Regions from separate parts of the Sus scrofa genome. Here region 2 is linked to region 1. The links are chromatin contacts, called in public Hi-C maps. All regions are on one chromosome and are shown on one strand. The core of a region is the stretch at or near the end of the contact, and the rest is flanking DNA. Distances in the headings are between cores, read along the strand shown. Region 1 has its middle 20 kb from the start of NKX2-3. Region 2 overlaps SLC25A28 (mitoferrin-2).

What was found. A called contact is a pair of places that touch in the nucleus more often than the background predicts.
Region 2: a contact with region 1 is called in a Hi-C map of alveolar macrophages, with 2.5 times the contacts expected there. The contact joins two enhancer-like sites. A contact is called at or near these places in 1 of 5 promoter capture datasets (liver) and 19 of 47 Hi-C or Micro-C datasets (alveolar macrophages, blood, brain and 12 more).

The regions. Positions count from the first base shown.
Region 1 is chr14:110,738,826-110,742,684 of Sscrofa11.1, forward strand. No RefSeq gene overlaps it. Among named protein-coding and RNA genes, the nearest start is that of NKX2-3, 20 kb to the left of the region's middle. Within about 2 kb of position 1,681, at least 10 of the 83 cell types and tissues checked have an H3K27ac peak or open chromatin away from gene starts, as enhancers often do. A contact at or near this core is called in alveolar macrophages, where this site is marked.
Region 2 is chr14:110,797,219-110,801,077 of Sscrofa11.1, forward strand. It overlaps SLC25A28 (mitoferrin-2), which reads right to left. Exons shown (of 4, transcript XM_003133165.4): 2 at 1,466-1,694; 3 at 297-353. Among named protein-coding and RNA genes, the nearest start is that of SLC25A28, 6.5 kb to the right of the region's middle. Within about 2 kb of position 1,698, at least 5 of the 83 cell types and tissues checked have an H3K27ac peak or open chromatin away from gene starts, as enhancers often do. A contact at or near this core is called in alveolar macrophages, where this site is marked.

The sequences.
Region 1 (3,859 bases), core at 431-2,930:
GGGTATCTCTTAGACCAGGCACTCTTGTTCAGTGAACAACCCACACAGCCAAACATGGAAGCTTTAGCGCCATATGTATCTATTAAACCCTCTCCTCACTCCCCGAATAATATGACACTGAATGGATATGCTGACCACATTTACTGTACACAAAAACCATCACTGTTTGGGGAAAAATTCAGCAACAAATAGGTGACTTGGCTTCTACCTGTTGGAGGAAAAGCCTTGCCCTCTCACCACGTTTGCTTGATTTCCTCAGGCACTGGGATAAACATTCCTCTTGCCATTGTCCCTACAGCCTAAAGAATTCCTCCCTTAAATGACCAAGGTTCCTACAGTAGATTTAATCCTTAAGTCACTAAAAGTGCAGATGAAGACCTGGCTTGCGAACAGTGATGAATTAGAGACTCACACTCGAGGGCAAGTGAGAACAAATAACCCTGTGATGAAAGATGACAGCCCTGGGCAGGAGCAGGGCTGCGAAGGACATTTAGACGCGTTTTCGTCTGTTTCCCCTGATGTTCTTAGCTCTCTCCATCCACTTCTCCTTCCCCTCCCCTCCCCCTCCTCCATCCTCCTTCTGCCTCTCTCTTTCTCTCTGCCTCTTCCTCTTTAAACCTCTGCTAGGCATTCTATCTTCCTCTCTCCTTCTCCCTTCCTTCTTTCTTCCCTCACTTCTCCCTTTCTGTACTAACTGACCTATAATTTGAAATGAAAGATTATTTGATAGCTTGGAGTTCCCTGGTGGCTCAGAGGGTTAAGGAGCTGGTGTTGTCACTGCTGTGGTGCAGGTTTGATCCCTGGCCTGGGAACCTTCGCACACTGTGGGCAAGGCCAAAAAAAAAAAAAAAAAAAAAAGAATAAAATAAAATAAAAAGGGAATATTTGATAGCTTGATGTGGTCTATTATTCTATTATTTGTATTGAAAAATAAGGCAATTCAATCATGGAAACAGCAGTTATATTAAATTGCCTTTTTATTTGTATATAAACTATAGTACTTTTTTCCGTGCATCAGTGATCTTTCTCTTTCAAAGGATAGAGAGCCCCCCCCCCCCCAGTTTATCCAATGCAAGAGAGCCAGCAAGGTAGCACTCATTTGATTAACATCAGGAGGAAATGCTCAGGATACCAGCATCAAGGAAGTTTTCAAATCCTATGCCAGGCTCCTTGCTTTGTTCCCAGCCTGCCCCCACCCTCGCATCCCTGGAGTTTTCTGGAGAAAGCAAATAGATCACTTCAGTGCCCCCAGACAGAAAATGGAGATCCAGAGAAACTGCATGTTTCTCCAAAGTCACCCAGCCTGTTCATGGCAAAACCTTGAGTAGAACCTATGTGTCAAGCACAACAGATACATTACACTGGGTGTATCATGTTAGGGTATCATCAGAAATAGAATTCGAGCAGTGTGATAAGACTCAGTTACCAGTTAAGTGGAATTGTGACCTCCAGGGAGATGCTAGATCATTTAAGCAACACTCATCTACCAGGTGGACCAAAGTCTATAGATTACATGTCAGATTCACGTTCACACACAATAGGTCACTCTAATGGAGGGGTCAGGGATATGGGCCATGCACACAGAAGATGATCTGTTTTCCTTTCAGCACTCAGTACGCACCCAGCACCTCCGGCGCTGACATGTTGGGCAACAGCTCACCGCAAGCAGCTGTTCCTGTTAGTGTCCGCCCCCTGCATCCTCTAAGTACCTTCTGCAATCTGCCATGTGACTCCTCTTCCCAAGAAGGCTGTGATCTGCAATTAGCAGGCAGCCTTGCTGACTGGCTTTGAGGTTTAAGTCTTGAATTCCTGAGAACACTTTGTTCTCTTCCTCTTTTCCTCCCTCCCTTCCTCCCCTCCTCCCTCCCTCCCCTCCCCCCTCTCTCCCCCCCCCCTCCCCCTCCCTCCTCCTTCCTTCCCCTCTCCTCTCCCTCCCTCCCTTCCTCCTTCCTCCCTCCCTTCCTTCTTCCCCTCTCTCTCCCTCCCTTCCTTCCTTCCTTCCTTCCTCCTCCCTCCCTCCCTCCTTCCTTCCTTCCCCTCTCTCTCTCCCTCCCTTCCTTCCTTCCTCCTTCCCTCCCTCCCTCCTCCTTCCTTCCTTCCCCTCTCTCTCTCCCTCCCTTCCTTCCTTCCTCCCTCCCTCCCTTTTCTTCTTCCTTCCCCTCCCTCCCTTCCTTCTTCTTCTTTTTTTTTTCTTTTTACAGCAACACCTGCAGCACATGAGCAGCAGCAGCTGCGGCCTGCACCGCAGCTACGGCACCTCCAGATCTAAGGGATACAGACACAATAAGCCAGGTCCCTGCCCTGCAGTTTGTTACCGTCTCATGGGGGCAGGGGAGGGGGGTGGAGGGTGCACATTCATGAAGAACAGTTTCCTGCCTCGAGGATGGGAACGAATAACTTGTGGGTCATACAGGGTGTTATTGGCCCAAGATGGGGAGGGGTGGGTGGCCAATCAAGACAGGCTTCTGGGAGGGGGTGACACATGAGCCAAGATTTGATGAATGAATAGGAGTTGGCCAGGCTAAGTGAAGAAAGGGAAAACTAGTTCTGTCAAAGGAAAGGTGGGAAGCTAGTGGGAGAGGGGCTTGAGGGAGAGCTCGGGGCAGGTTGTGCTGCTGGTGTCACTTTCTCACACTGAAGCCATCTCTTTGTTGGGGGAGAAACAGGGAGAAAGGCATAGGCTTTATTTTGATTCTAGGAACAGTTTCCTTTGGCTTTAGAACTTAGGTTGGTGTAATGGGGGACGCTGTGCAGAGGAGAGGGGTGTATGGGAACTCTCTCTTCTGTCTGCTCAATTTTTCTCTAAACCTAAAAATGTCCTAACTAAGAATGAGGTCTATTCATTTAAAATTCTATGTTGGATTGTTTAATTAGTTAGTTTTTGGAGGGGGCGGTCAGCCGATGTTCTCTCTGATATCGTTGAGAAGGTGAAAAGCCATGGAGGTCATGCTAAGGTATTTTGCTTCTCCTGTCACCCCTGTTTCTCCCTAGTGTTTCCCCATGTCCATCATCACCTGTCCAGACCAGCCTGATCTGACCATCTCTGATCCCTCCATCTTGAGTTCTTCTTCTTCTTTTTTTTTTTTTTTGTCTTTCTAGGGTTGCTCCCGCGGGATATAGAGGTTCCCAGGCTAGGGGTCTAATCAGAGCTGTAGCTTCTGGCCTACACCACAGCCACAGCAACCCAGGATCCTTAACCCACTGAGCAAGGCCAGGGATAGAACCCACAACCTCATGGTTCCTAGTCGGATTCGTTAACCACTGAGCCACGACAGGAACTCCCTCCATCTCTAGTTCTGTAGATTATACTCTAAGCTCTCTCTGGAATCATCCAGTCTGCTCCATCTCCTTTTCATTCCCTCAAGGACCCTCCACCATCATCTTCCAGCCTGACACCTTTGGTGACCTCCTAAGTGGACATCCCACTTATATTAGTCTGCTTAAGCTGTGACAATAAAAGAGCACAGACCAGGTGGCTTAAATTCCAGAATTTTATTTTCTTACATGTCTGGAGGCTGCAAGTCCGAAATCATGGCGTCTGCAGGGTTGATTTCTTCCGAGGCCTCTGTCCTTGGCCTGTGGGTAGCAGTCTTCTCCCTGTGTCTTCACACGGACTTCCTAATCTCTCCTTTAAGGATACCAGTCATATCAGATTAGGAGCCACCCTAATGACCTCACTTGAATTTCATTACCTCTTTATGGGCTTTATCTCCAAATGCAGTCACAACTGGAGGCACTGGGATTGGGGCTTCAACCACTTCCACTCTGTGGCCTCTGAGCCCTTCTTCATGCACCTACCAAAGTGATCTTTAGAAAAAGGAAGTCAGACTGAGTTACCTGCCTGCTCAAAAGCCTTCAG
Region 2 (3,859 bases), core at 448-2,947, 58 kb after region 1:
TATAAAGGGGACTTCCAGGAAGGCCCAGGAACAGGCCACACAGAGCCATACCTTTTTCCAGGAAAGCCCCAAAGATGAATCAGATTTCAATGAATATGCTTCCCATCTAAGGAAATCCTTCTCATTACCAACAAATGGAGGGAGCGCCCTCTGGTGGTAATACAATGTAACATGCCAGGATTTCCCACCAAAATTGATGGCGTGCTCTCTGGCTTTCTTCTGCAAACCAAAATCAGAGGAAAAGCACAGAGTTGCAGCTGCAGCTTCCACAGAGGGAGAAGGTGAGGAATCATTACCTTCTGCTGGATTCATGGCTGCATCATGAAGTAATGTTGCTACGCACCCGGCCGCACCTGCAAAGGAGAAAACAACTGCCATGGTAAGGCCAGGAGAGGGTGACTGATTCATTGAGGCCCCAGAGTGAAGGGGCCTGGCTGTGCTAAACCACAGCAGGGAGAGGGAATGATAAGAGCCAGTTTACAATATGGGAACCCATTGCTTCTAAACTCCTATTCAGGGAAATAAAGATATTCATTCCCTCTAACCTAGCAATGCCATCAATCTCCCTGCTACAGCTACGATAAGAAAGGCCAGGGAAAGTCTGAGAAAACAGCCCAGATTTTATCAACACAGGTGGCTCTGAGAATAAATGCAGTTCATGCTCCACAGAGGAAGCCGATACACTGTGGCCAAGGGATGCCAGCACTTCAGCTGCCCCCAGAGGGAGAGCACACGAGCAGGTGGGCAGTAGTCCACCAGAGAATCTCACCCTCTGTCCTGCTGCCCAATCCCAGTCTCCAGATCCTAACAGCTGTCCATCTAGACCTTTCCCTCAGGTGCTCAACTACCGTATCCCTCACGCTTACCTCTCCACTTCATTTACTTTCACACAATCCTGGGTGTCCGGGCTGCTATCCCCTCCCTTATTTCCACACAACCGCCAACCCTCAGGTTTCTTTGTACAGAAGCCCCCTGGCCCCAACCCCATTCACTTTTAGAGGCCTTGTCATGTCCTCAATGACACAAACTGCTCCTGGGCAGCTGGGATCCTGAAAAGGTGAGGCAAAGAGCTGGGGCTCCATTCATATCTTCCTTAGGTGGCTGGGTCACCTCCAATCCCATCCTGAGGAGCAGGAAACCACCTAACTACCAAGAAGTATGTAACGGGCAGGTGGGAGTTCAGTGTGTGTCCCCACATCACCAGGGCAGTAGAAGTTGATGTCAGGGAAAAGACGGGAGGAGTGAATGAAGCTGGAACAAAGGGAGGGTACTGTCACCCTTTGTTGAGGTGCCTCCAAGCAGGGGTGGGGCTGAAGCAGCCCGCTGAGAACATCAGGTCTGGAAGTCCCTCCCAGATAATGTGGCCTACCCTAGCTTCAAACCCTGCTGAGACTGGAAAGCACGGACAGCAGCAAAGCCCAGAGAGTTGGGAAAGTGGGGGAACCAGCACAGGAAGGCTCAATACCATTGGCAATATGGCTATTGCCCCCAGGGTGGATTACATCACTCAATGTCTTTTTTAACTTTTCATAGCAGGCAAAATAGAGGGCGTGGGCAGGCCCTGCGCCTGTTGCTGTGACGTTCAGCCCCCGCATGGGCCTCCACAGGCCCTCCGTTCTTATAATCCTCCAGAGGGCCTCCAACACATTGCGATAGCGGGCGGCGGGATCAGGCTGCAGGCTCTGCATCCGGGTCTGAAAGCACAGAAAGGAGAAGTGCAGTGTCAGTGATGCCGACGCCGCACCCAACCTCAGCGCTCAGGCCTGGGCCCTGGGCAGACCTTCTACGTGGAACCGCACCAGCAGGCAGAGGTGATACCTGGCATCCGGTCCTACTTCCTTCCATATCTATGTCCAGTCTTTCCAAGTCTTGCACCTTTCTTTCTGGTCATCTGTGACCCTACAAGAGGAACGCTGTTATTTTCCCTCCAAAAAATCACTCCTCGATAATGGTTCCTTAAACTCCAAAATGATTCATAGCACCAGCAGCAAATATTAAGCCTGTGTCTCAGGAGAACTTGCTTTTGTGTCTGAATATAAAATTCAGGCTAAGAGTTCTTTACAAATGGATTCTAAAGTCCATGATTGACTGTCAAGAACATACATTATTTTTCTGAAGACTGATCCTGGGCCTGGTTCCTGACCACATCCTACACCGACCAACGAGATGATGGCTTATTCTTTGATTTATCCTTGGTGGTAATCTGACCTTTTCAGACTGTTTGGCATTGGCAGAAGTAGCCTTCCTGATAGATGCTGCTCTAGTCTCCTGGGAAAGTTTACCCTCAAATTATAAAAGTGGAAAGCAGTCTAGTCTCTAAAACTGAAGGGGCTTTCAGATCTCTCACCTAAACTGACTGAATTGCAAAACTGGCATCAGTGAATAAAATCGGTCTTGGTGAAACATAACCCTTGGAATCTCTAGAGGATTCAATGATTGGAATGAATGTATATGGTAGACACTCTGTATGATGTTCCTGGACAAAGTTTTATTCAAATTTAGAAAATCAATCTTATTTGAAATACTTCCCAAATCACAGCCCTTCTCTGAAGGAAGAGTCTTCCAATACAGATCTCCTGTATAATGATCTATTGCAAGCTTAAAGTAGCATGAAGACTATCAGATAATATAAAACCAGTGTCCACTGCCTGGAACACAATAGGTATTCAAGGTTTGTTGAATGAATGAATCTGAGCTTTGCACCAATTCAGAAAGTAACAAGTAGGCCTTTAGTGAGCCAGTAGGGGCAACTAATGCCCAAGTACAGTTTAAATTCCTACTTTATTCCAATCACCGATTGAAAAATCAGTCTGGATTTTTTTTAAAAGCTTGAACCTTCCTGTTGGTCATTTAGAATCCAAGAGTATTGCCTCCTCTCAAGAGCGTGGGAGAAAAGAAGCTAACCAGATTAACAGGTCCTACTTAGCTGCAAACAATCCACATTCCTCTAAAGCTATTTTCTCCTCCCTTCTCCCAACAAAGAACTGGTAGCCTGAAAGTTTAATGACTAGAAGTTCAATCAGAAATACACAGTATCACTTATCACAGTGCGACACATTCTTTTCTACCTCTCAAAAAAAAAGTCCACCAGAAGCATAAATTTCCAATAAAAAAAATGTGTTTACTGATCTTTCCCATCACCCCGGGGGTATAAAATCCATCAGAGGAGTTATTCAAGGAGACCACAGGTCTTTGCTGGCTATGGTCACTAATAAAGATAAACTGGGGAGTTCCCATTGTGGTTCAGCGGGTTACAAACCCAACTAGCATCCATGAGGATGCGGGTTCGATCCCTGGCCTTGCTCAGTGGGTTAAAGATCCAGTGTTGCCATGAGCTGTGGTGTAAGATGCAGCTCGGCTCCTGTGTGGCTGTGGCTGTGACGGAGGCCTGCAGCTGTAGTTCTGATTCTACTCCTAGCCTGGGAACTTCTACAAAAAAAAAAAAAAAAAGATAAACTTAGGCCCTTAAAAAAGAAAAAGGTAATCTGGGCCTTGGCCTGATGGCTTAACAATGACATGTTTCCATATATTTTGTTCAAAACTAATCTTGCATTGGAAGAATGTTTAGAAATTGCACTGTTCTACTGAAGTGAATGGCATATTTTGGTAACCAGTCTTGAAAGGTCCAGCCTTAGAGGTCTGGAACCCTTTGCTCTCAAAAGAAACCTGAACTGTGGGTACATTACCTTGAACATTTTACACACACGTCTAAATCTCTCAGTTCTCATTCACTGAAAATATACCTCATGGAGAAGACTCAGGCATAAGCCACAGCAAATATTAAAACTAATGTGGATCTCCAAATTTGTAGGCCAATAAATCTATCTTTTAGAAAAAGATGAAATTTCTTTCTTTCTTT